3 separate regions of the Danio rerio genome follow, and regions 1 and 3 are each linked to region 2. Evidence: chromatin contacts called from public Hi-C and HiCAR-type data. All regions are on one chromosome and are shown on one strand. Each heading gives the region's core, a stretch centred on a gene start, on an enhancer-like site or on the middle of the called end of the contact. The rest is flanking DNA. Distances are from core to core; before and after follow the strand shown.

The links. A called contact is a pair of places that touch in the nucleus more often than the background predicts. HiCAR-type assays count read pairs that join an accessible place to other places.
Region 1: a contact with region 2 is called in a Hi-C map of embryo, with 4 times the contacts expected there. The contact joins the enhancer-like site here to the promoter of hoxb8a in region 2. A contact is called at or near these places in 7 of 18 Hi-C or Micro-C datasets (caudal fin, embryo, fibroblasts and 2 more) and 1 of 4 datasets of contacts at active chromatin or transcription factors (caudal fin).
Region 3: a contact with region 2 is called in a HiCAR-type map of caudal fin, with 7 times the contacts expected there. The contact joins the promoter of cbx1a here to the promoter of hoxb8a in region 2. A contact is called at or near these places in 7 of 18 Hi-C or Micro-C datasets (embryo, fibroblasts, hematopoietic stem cells and 2 more) and 2 of 4 datasets of contacts at active chromatin or transcription factors (caudal fin and embryo).

Annotation. Positions count from the first base shown.
Region 1 is chr3:22,851,394-22,854,562 of GRCz12tu, forward strand. copz2 (COPI coat complex subunit zeta 2) reads left to right here. Exons shown (of 10, transcript NM_131507.2): 10 at 1-1,218. Among named protein-coding and RNA genes, the nearest start is that of dre-mir-152, 16 kb to the left of the region's middle. Within about 2 kb of position 1,513, at least 44 of the 62 cell types and tissues checked have an H3K27ac peak or open chromatin away from gene starts, as enhancers often do.
Region 2 is chr3:22,425,910-22,429,208 of GRCz12tu, forward strand. It overlaps hoxb8a (homeobox B8a), which reads left to right and starts at 1,932. Exons shown (of 2, transcript NM_131120.1): 1 at 1,932-2,734. The coding sequence starts at 2,311.
Region 3 is chr3:22,800,168-22,803,592 of GRCz12tu, forward strand. It overlaps cbx1a (chromobox homolog 1a (HP1 beta homolog Drosophila)), which reads left to right and starts at 1,392. Exons shown (of 6, transcript NM_199746.2): 1 at 1,392-1,609.

The DNA of each region.
Region 1 (3,169 bases), core at 263-2,762, 430 kb after region 2:
TATTAAGCATTGGGTTGTGATTTTTTTTATGATCACAAATATGATTGTATAAACCTCTTGTTTAATCCTTTGTCATTTTGTTATAAGTCAACATTGCTTTTACCTTTTGTCAAAAATGTTATACACAAATCAGAGTTCTGCCTACAACCTTAATATTAGCAATTTTTCTTAAAATGAGAAACAGGCAATATTAAAAATTTACTAGAAGCATTATTATTATTATTATTATTATTATTATTATTATTATTATTATTATTATTATTATTATTATCATCATCATCATCATCATCATCATGGCGATGCAGTGGCCCAGTAGGTAGTGCTGTCGTCTCACAGTAAGAAGGTCGCTGGGTCGAACCTCGTCTCAGTTGGCGTTTCTGTGTGGAGTTTGCATGTTCTCCCTGCGTTCGCCTGGGTTTCCTTCGGGTGCTCCAGGTTCCCCACAGTCCAAAGACATGCGGTACAGGTGAATTGGGTAGGCTAAATTGCGTGCGTGTGTGTGTGTGTGTGTGTGTGTGTGTGTGTGTGTGTGTGTGTGTGTGTGTGTGTGTGTGTGTGTGGGTGTGTGTGTGTGTGTGTGGGGGTTTGTGTGTGGATGTTTCCCAGAGATGGGTTGCGACTGGAAGGGCATCCGCTGCGTAAAAACGTGCTGGATAAGTTGGCGGTTCATTCCGCTGTCGCGACCCCGGATTATTAAAGGGACTTAAGACAAGAAAATGAATGAATTATTATTAGCTATATACTCCATTGTAATATTTAAGGCAACACTGTAAAAAATATATGATCAATTAGTCCTGACAGCAAATGTTTTTAGTTTGTTCTAACTTATTAAACTAAGTTAATCATGTTCTAACTAAATTTTATACGTTACGCAAGCTGTTTAGGTCAGTTTAACATAATACAAGTTCAAACTCACACGGTTAATTTGATTCAACTTAAAAATTAAGGCAACTAGGGCGTTTTTCAGTGAAAACACTAGCCTACGTGTAATACAGTTATGAAAAAATTAAAGTATATGGCATTTTAAGTAAAATAAAAGTCTTTGGCGATACAAACTGACAAAACATTTGCATAAAAACAAGAATATTTGCTAGAATTTTCTCTAGTGAAATAAACTATTTATATGCCCTGGATTTGTTTATTTTCTTTAAACCATGGTTTCTGGAAACTTATTGTGAACGAAAGTGTTATTACAAACTAATAAATGTGTTTTATAGCATTTGTTTGGTCCTTTGTGTCTATTTGAGTTTGTACTACAAGCCCGACAGCTTTGCTGCTTGTTTTAGAATTAAAGGGGCCGACGTGTTGACCTTCGGCCGACGTCGGCCCAACGTATGTGTGCTGTCTGGGTATTGGTGAGAGAATAGTTACTGTGAACCAATCATATTGTTCCCTCATTAATATTCTGCATAGATTTTCATATATTTAGTGTTAATCTCGAGAGGGTGTGGCTAGGTCTGTCATTGGTCACTGAGGGCCAATGACATTTTCAAAGCCGAGTCTCCACCTCCATGACCAAATGAATGGGCGTCTACTGTTGAGTCTTCAAAAAGTGATTGGTCACAATCCATAAAGGTGGGTGGAGACTTATAAAATATGGTTTTAAACAGGAGCGTTCAGTAGCCAATCATATTTAACTCTTTCTGTTCGGAATTCATCAATACAGACAGTCGGTGCCTGTCGAAGCAGATCTGCACTGATTATTTATCCAGATCAAGTAGAACTAGTTGTATTTATTTAAAGTCTTGTAATAGATATATGGGTTATTTTCTGTTTAAAACAAGCTACAGACAAGGTTAATAGTTATTATAGTTTTAATAGCAACCGACTAACATTAATCAAATAGTCGTTTTAATTGGGCTACATTTTGTACATTTAAATTTTCAAAGAGGGCATTTCATTTTTTTCTTTTTTGAAATTTTAGAATATACAAGAGCGACACTGTAACAAATAAATTACAATTATTTAGTCAAGAGCGACACTTTAACAAATATCTGACAAATTATTAAGTCAAGTAGAGCGACACTGTAACAAATATCTGTCAACGAACAGTTTTAGAGTCAACAAGAGCTACACTGTTACAACAAAGTAACACTTTTCTTAAAAGTTACATTTTCGAACTTTTCAATGTTAAAAGTTGCTGAAAGAAAGCTAAAGCTCACATAATGCAATTCAAAAGCATAAATAAATGGAGAAAAACAGGAATCTTAAAATACGCAAAACTGCTAATTTAAGAATATTTTAAAGTGTAGGCTTTACGATTAAAATAATAACGAATAATGATTTAGCCGATACATTAGGCTATACTGATTACAAGTTTGATACCGTTAACAATTTACAAAATCAGTATTTTTAACATCATTGTTTATATAGTAGTTAACCACCTATTCTGTAATATGTGGCAATACGTGGTGTAATGATAAAGGTGATGAATAGGCCTATAGCTTAATAATAGCCTAGCTGATAATTAGTAAAGGGAAAATAATTTCCAAATTAAAGAAAAAAATAAAATGAATTAAAGTTGGTTGTGTTGAAAAAAAATTGTTGGAGCATATAGCATTGAATTATTTGAGGTGAAATCGCTGGGGAAGCAGTAGATTCCTGCTTGTTTATATAATAATTTCATTATTTAAAAAATGGGTAAAGTGCATGCGGTGTTAGAAAAAAACCAAAACAAATATGCAAAAAAAATTGTGGCATGGTAATCATCTGTTTATAAGCATAATGCTTTAAACGGAGGAAATTAAATTAATCATAATAAGCCTATTTCCAATCGCATATATATATATATATATATATATATATATATATATATATATATATATATATATATATATATATATATATATATATATATATATAAAGACAATAAAGATACTAAATTATGTTAGACTATTATCTCAGAAATATCTTCATAGGCAGATCTATGTTTCTATAGGCTATGAGTTTGAAGCTTCCACATAGTGGATGTCATGACCGTTTTATTTTTATAACGTCGTTTTATTTTTGTATTTATTTCGGCTACAAACAATTGTGAAACATGCTAACAGAGATAGCAGTACTGGATAGAGGGATGTGTCGTGAACAGATGTGTAGGTTGATAAGCTCTGGTGCTGACTGGTTACATTCTTACAGCCTTTTCATATCTGTGTTTGTTCTCTTGCCGTTA
Region 2 (3,299 bases), core at 682-3,181:
AATTGGAGCAATAGGTCTATAGAGTATAGAGAAATAAATTAAACAACTGCACCTGTTTATCTTGATATCTCTGCTCGTTTTATTGAATGTTACCAAAAAATACAGGTCTGGATTTTAGATATGATGTCTCAGTGATTGTTTTAAATACTGGTGAATTAATTCTAATTTATAATATGATTTTAATATACGTTGTAGAATCAAAACACAAAACACGCAAAACTTTGTTCAGAAAATGCTTTATTAACAAAATAAACACAATAGATTATTGAATTGCTCTGACAAAGCACAAATAAAAAGTAACTAAAATATTCATATAAATTGTATTAATAATTTCGTATAAGAATCACTATTTACAAAGATATGATATTTGTGTAATTGAAAAAAAAACTATATTCAAGAAAGTATTCACAACACAATGTCTAAAACGTTTACATGCAGTTTACTAAAGCCAAGTGCTAATCACGCTTTACACAAAGCAACATCATCATCAACACCAACAATAACAACAACTCTTTATCCTTTTAAAAAGATGCACGAGAAAGAACAAAATGCGGCTACCTCGTTAAAGATCAACCCGTAATATAAACATTAACACTGTACATAGTCAACAATGCTTAAACGGAATTTGTTACATTGAGACAAAGGTGAAGATTTTGGGTGAGATATTGCTTTCAACCGCTCTGCAGTAATTTATTACAGAAGCAAATGAAGCTGTAAAAAACATGCAGCACGTGTTTCTATATTTAAAAAGTAAAAAAGTAAACAGGCTTTAGTTCGATGTGAGCGTTTTTGTTTTGCATGTTTACTTAGATATATATTGGCATGATTTTTAAATACGAATCTAGTTTCATTACAACAATTGGACATCTGCAATTTTACCCTCACCAGAACGCACCACGCACAATGTTTAAGCTGTTATAGAAATGTAGCATCGTTTATTTATTTATTTATTTATTTATTTATTTATTTATTTATTTATTTATTTATTTATTTATTTATTTATTTATTTATGTTTATATGTTTATTAACTTTGCTATCTTTTGCCATTGGAAAATTGTATTGACGTTTTATTTCACTAATCGGATCTTCTCGGATCTAGTGTTAGATCTACTCGTGCTAAGCATTATAGCGCACTGAACTGAAAACAAAACAAAAATGACAATTAAAGAACTTACAGTCCTTGCATGGATAAAATTTGAAGTGAAGCATTTACAGCATTGGTCGTGGAACCTCATAAAAGCCTAACAGCTTTTTGATGCACTACGTCAACAACAAACAGTAGGGGCGTTTATTGCATTTTATAGTTTGTTAAACCATTTACAACCACATTTACCATTACACCTGACGCTCAGGTCCATTTCAACATCCCCCTCTTTCTGTAAATACATTAATAGAATATTGTTGTCAAAGAATTGAATACGACTCGGCCTACCTCGCTTATTTTTGACGCGCGGGCCACAGTCAGTTCGCTTATTCCTGTAAAATTGAACGTGCTTATGAGCATTGGATGTGTTTAATCTGATACCAATTAAATCGTGTACTTTTTAAAATTGGCCGTCTAGACCCTGACATTTAAAAAAGAAGGCTCGACTTCATTAGAGATTAGGAAATTAAGGACTAAATATGCATCACTTTGGGTTGTCTATGCAAAAAAAAAAAAAAAAAAAAAAATCAATCTTTCAAAAGGGTTTGGAGTAGAGAAGTTGAGGTTGGGGGAGGGGCGGAGGCTATGCACTTGATCTGATGCAAAGCGGCAGATTTCTCATTAACTTACCCGCTTGAACATATTAATGTGCATATTCTCCCCTCCTCTCTCCCCTGGCCCCCCTTCTCTCTCCTGCTCCCTCGCGCTCGCTCCCTCTTAGCTCTCTCTCACCCGCTTTCTCTTTTTCTCTCTTTTTCATTCTCTCACTCCCTTCATATCAGAATCGCGCAGAGCGGTGTCCGTGTGGGGATGCGAGAAACCATAGTGGAACGAGGATCAGACAGAAGATGCAAATGATCATCAAAACACACCGCAAAATATGAAACTACTCATTTGCAGCCGAGTAAATCATAGAAAACTGATCGGGAACTGGCACCATTCGCCGGAATTGTGATGCTGGAACTTTACAGTGGGAACATGCCAATGGAAGCTTTAGATAAGTTGTTTTAACAAAAGGTATACACACGCAAGCCGCCCAGTAATTGGAAATCAACGCTTTGCTGCAACATTGTTACCTCAGTAACTGTGAGCTACTGCGCTTATATAAAGACATTCTATCGTAATCTCTTGAACAAAATCAGTACCACCACCAACAGCAGTAAAAGATGAGCTCATATTTCGTCAACTCTCTCTTCACTAAGTACAAAAGTGGAGACACTTTACGACCAAACTATTACGAGTGCGGATTTGCTCAGGACCTAGGGACGAGACCCACCGTCGTGTATGGTCCAGGCACCGGGGCCACTTTCCAGCATGCTCCTCAAATTCAGGAGTTTTACCACCACGGCGCATCCACGCTCTCCGCTGCGCCTTACCAGCAGAGTCCATGTGCGGTAACCTGTCACGGCGAGCCGGGTAACTTCTACGGTTATGATGCTCTCCAGAGGCAAACACTTTTCGGTGCTCAAGACGCCGACTTGGTTCAGTATAGCGACTGCAAGCTCGCCACGGGGGGCATCGGCGACGAGACGGACAACACAGAACAGAGTCCGTCGCCCACACAACTGTTCCCGTGGATGCGACCTCAAGGTGAGACAGAAAAGCCAGCCAACTGCGTTGTGTGTGTTTGTTGAAGTGACAGAACATCGAGTTAGCTCCTCGAAAACATCTCTGTGAAATTTAGCTTTACAATTGCATTTCCTGTGTGCACGAGAGGAGGGGGGCAATAGCCAGTTTTATTGTTTTATGGTGTTCAAAACTTGTGAATCACTTTACAGTTTAATGACCCTGCCATACAAAGACAGGGGAGAGAGGAAGAAGGCGAGAGAAAACCCTTTTCTCTTCTTGCTCTTTCCATGTGTGAGACTTTGCCCCACAGCTGATCTCTCACTTCTCACCCAGGTCAAAGTTTTACTGCAGCCTTTAACGACTTACAGTGAGCCCCCGAGTTTATTTCACTACACAGTTTCACAAGGATTATGTCATTTACGGCTGTGCCTAATCATTTGATCCTGTGAAATAGTTTATACTGCTTTTTGACGACTATACTGTATGGTTAGTGTTGCTCATTATTGTGTATTAGTGCTGTGGTATAGGCCTACTTATATTTGTAATGGTGGAGCTTTTAGAATAATCACTGTGTAAGACTGTGGGG
Region 3 (3,425 bases), core at 142-2,641, 370 kb after region 2:
GGCGCAGCCATTTAAATCTTTTTGACTCGAGACTTCCCGTCTCATTCACTTTCATTGACTTTTAGACGTTAAAAACAGCTTGTTTTGCTCCTTGATGTTGCAAACTGTTATTTTATTTTTATAGTATTCTGCTTTGTCTGTATAGTCATGCTAACACTTGTTTGTAGAGCAAGTAGTTGGATTGTTTTCTGCCGTTTATTATTACTAGTCGTTTCTCCCATAGGCATCCAAATCAGAAGTTCTAAAACAATCACAAAAACGAGAGCACTTCCGCTTTGAAGAATAAGGTCAATATGGATCTTCTCTTAAAGCTTTTTAGGTTTTCCACTCTTGCTTTTCAGCACATATTGCCAAGGTCTTCTAATTTCAGCAAATTGTATTATACATACTGATGGCTTAAATCTCAGATTATTCAGTTTCTCAAATTATATATATAATTGTTACCTCTTTAGATAAAGTGTTCAAGTGTTGCATTACAAAGCATAAACCATGTAACTGACTTGTGATCGATTAAAAAAATTAAAATGATAATTTTTTAAACTTGCAGATAGCTAAAGATTTTAGTTAAGGTCTCTGAATGTGAATATATATATATATATATATATATATATATATATATATATATATATATATATATATATATATATATGCATTATGAGGGTAAATGGATTGAAGCATTTAAGTATTATATTGATACAGAATGCATTTGGGTTCTGAACAACAAGCCTATGGTTGTTTTTAAAATTGTATACGTCTATACAGGGGCAGATTTAGTGATTTTGGAGGCCTACGCAATTCCAGCCAAGCGGCCCAAGTTCTTACATGCACCTTTTGTACTTAATATTTTTTTAATTATTTTTTGCTGTTTTTTCTTATATCATTTGATATCCTTTTCTACATTTTATCTTCATGCTAAATAATAATAATAACATGTAACACACCTTGTAAAACTTTTGAAACGATTCGTGTATTAAGATGAATTCACAACTACACTGTAAAGAAATCTTGGTTGCCTTAAATTTTTAAACTGAAACAAATTAACCTTATGAGTCCACTGAACTTATATTATGCTAAATTGACTAAAAATGAGATCACCGTACAAAATATGATAGGAAACTATGTTATATATAATTTATAGTATAATTTATACTTCTAGGTATTATGGTGGGGCCCTCAGATTTCCTGGGGCTTAACTTTCTTTATGGGTTAAATTCACCCCTGTGTCTATGCTACTATTAGGTAAAGAACCATATAGGCCTATGTATAGGAATATGCTTTGTGGTGGTTACACAAAGTTTTCGTTTTTTTCGCAAAGAAACCTCCTCAAGAGTGTTCCATGCGATTTCATTTTTGTAGTACTCACGTAAACTACAGCACCCAGCATGCACCATTGTAGTACGTACCCATGCACGTTCGGTCGAATTGGCGGGTTGCTGGAGCCTTTCGTGTAGCGTTACCTTTTGTCTGCTCAACCAAGGAGGCTCGGTAAAATAAAAACAAACTCTACCCCCAGTCGACAGATTTTAAAGTTTGTCGAGATTTAAACCCGGTCTAGCTGCACTAAACCACCCATTTTGGCGTTTTTCGCCGTTAATTCAGTAATACACAGGTAAGTGGCGCTGCGTGCAGATTGTAAAAACAACTGCAGGACTGATTGTGTTTCAAGAAATGCGATTTTGTTACTAACAGGTGGATGTTTTGAGTGTTTTATGCAGTGTTGTTTTAAAATACAATTTTAGTCGTATTTTGATGAATGTTTATCATTTGTTTTAGTCGAATCCAGGTCAACATGGAGAAGTGAGCTACCATGCTTTTGCAACATTAGCCACAAGGCTAGTTAGTCGGTGTCGCGTATATTAGGAGTAACGTTATTTTTAGATTTATAAAGTTAGATTTGTTGTGCATTGGAGCGTTTTATGCATGTATTTTCAAGCCAGTAATAATGTCGTCGGTGTCATACCCTTTGGACCTAAATTGTGAGTGTTATAGAGTCAACCTCCTGGCTCGGATCCGTGCTAGACAGAAACGCCTTCCTCGTGCACGTGCGCCGTTCAGAAACTACTGTAACGTTATCTCGGAAACACACTTTTAAAAAGAAATCTATGTGGCGTTCACCGTAACATTACACATCATATTTGAATATTTTACCTCACCAACTCGTGTCAGCAGGAAAAAGGACTGGAAAATTCTAGTACCTTGTCTGCGCGTGCACGTCGATGGAGTTAAAGGGATAACTCCAAGCGTGAAAATTTACTCACTCGTGTATTTTTTTAAGTTTCTTTTTGGTTAAAGCACGTAACCTTTCACTTCCATAGTTGGAAAAACAAAAATAGTATTAACCTTAATGGTTACATGTTTCCTGCTTTTTTTCGAATTATCATCTTTTGTGTTCAACAAAGGAAAGTCAAACTGGTTAGGAACGAGTAAAGCGTGATTAAATTATAATTTTCAATTTTAAATAAATTATTCTTTTAAATTTCGCGGTCCTGACACTGTTTATGAGTTGAAATAAAGTAGTTATGTATATACGTTGCTGATGCTTAGCAGTAGTGTTTAAAATGAATGTAAAGTTAAAATATGAACCATGATGACTACATGGGTGTTTACTTTTACTCTGCAGGTCTTATGCAAAACAGACAGAGATGGAATTATTTAGATTGTTTTATTTAACAATCATAACATGGGAGCCTGTTGTTGTTTTAGGTCTATATTTCTCTGTCTATATGTACATGTATCTGTTGATTAATTAGGATTATCTGAAATCTCTAGAAAAATCTTAGAATGGCACATCCTAGACAGCATATTAGTGCAAAATATTGTTGATTATCATGTTTTATAATGTTTTTATTAGACTGTTATAGACGCTTATCACATTTTCGGGGTTTTTCAGAAGCAGAAATCGTCATAGCTGGGTAAACTTAGAATGTCGTAAATGAGAGAGTACAACAAATATTTTTTTACAAATCTATTTGCTGAAATAAAGAAAGAAAATGCCACAACGGTGTTATCAAGACTTTCAGAAAAAGAAATAAAATAGTGAGACTGATGACGGCAGCCAGAGGAGAAAATAAAGTCAAATTTACTGTGCCACTCCATAGACGTTGCATCAAAAACACATAAACAGTAATTCGTTTTTTGTAATCTGATGCAAAGATGATATGATACATTCATAAATGTTCAAACGCTTTTATAAGATAAATAAATGTTAAAAACTAATTAAAAAATGCAAAAGAAAATTTAAGATTGTGATGACCGTTAAATGCGTCTTGTGAAAAGGGTTCATTATGCTATATCTGTTTATGATTTATTTAGTCAGCAACTTAATGGTCTATTGCAGCTCACAAAAATGTTTTAATGACAGTTACTAGAAAAATGTGATTATTGGTCTCAAAAAAGAATTCAGTACAAAAGTTTTGTAAGATTTT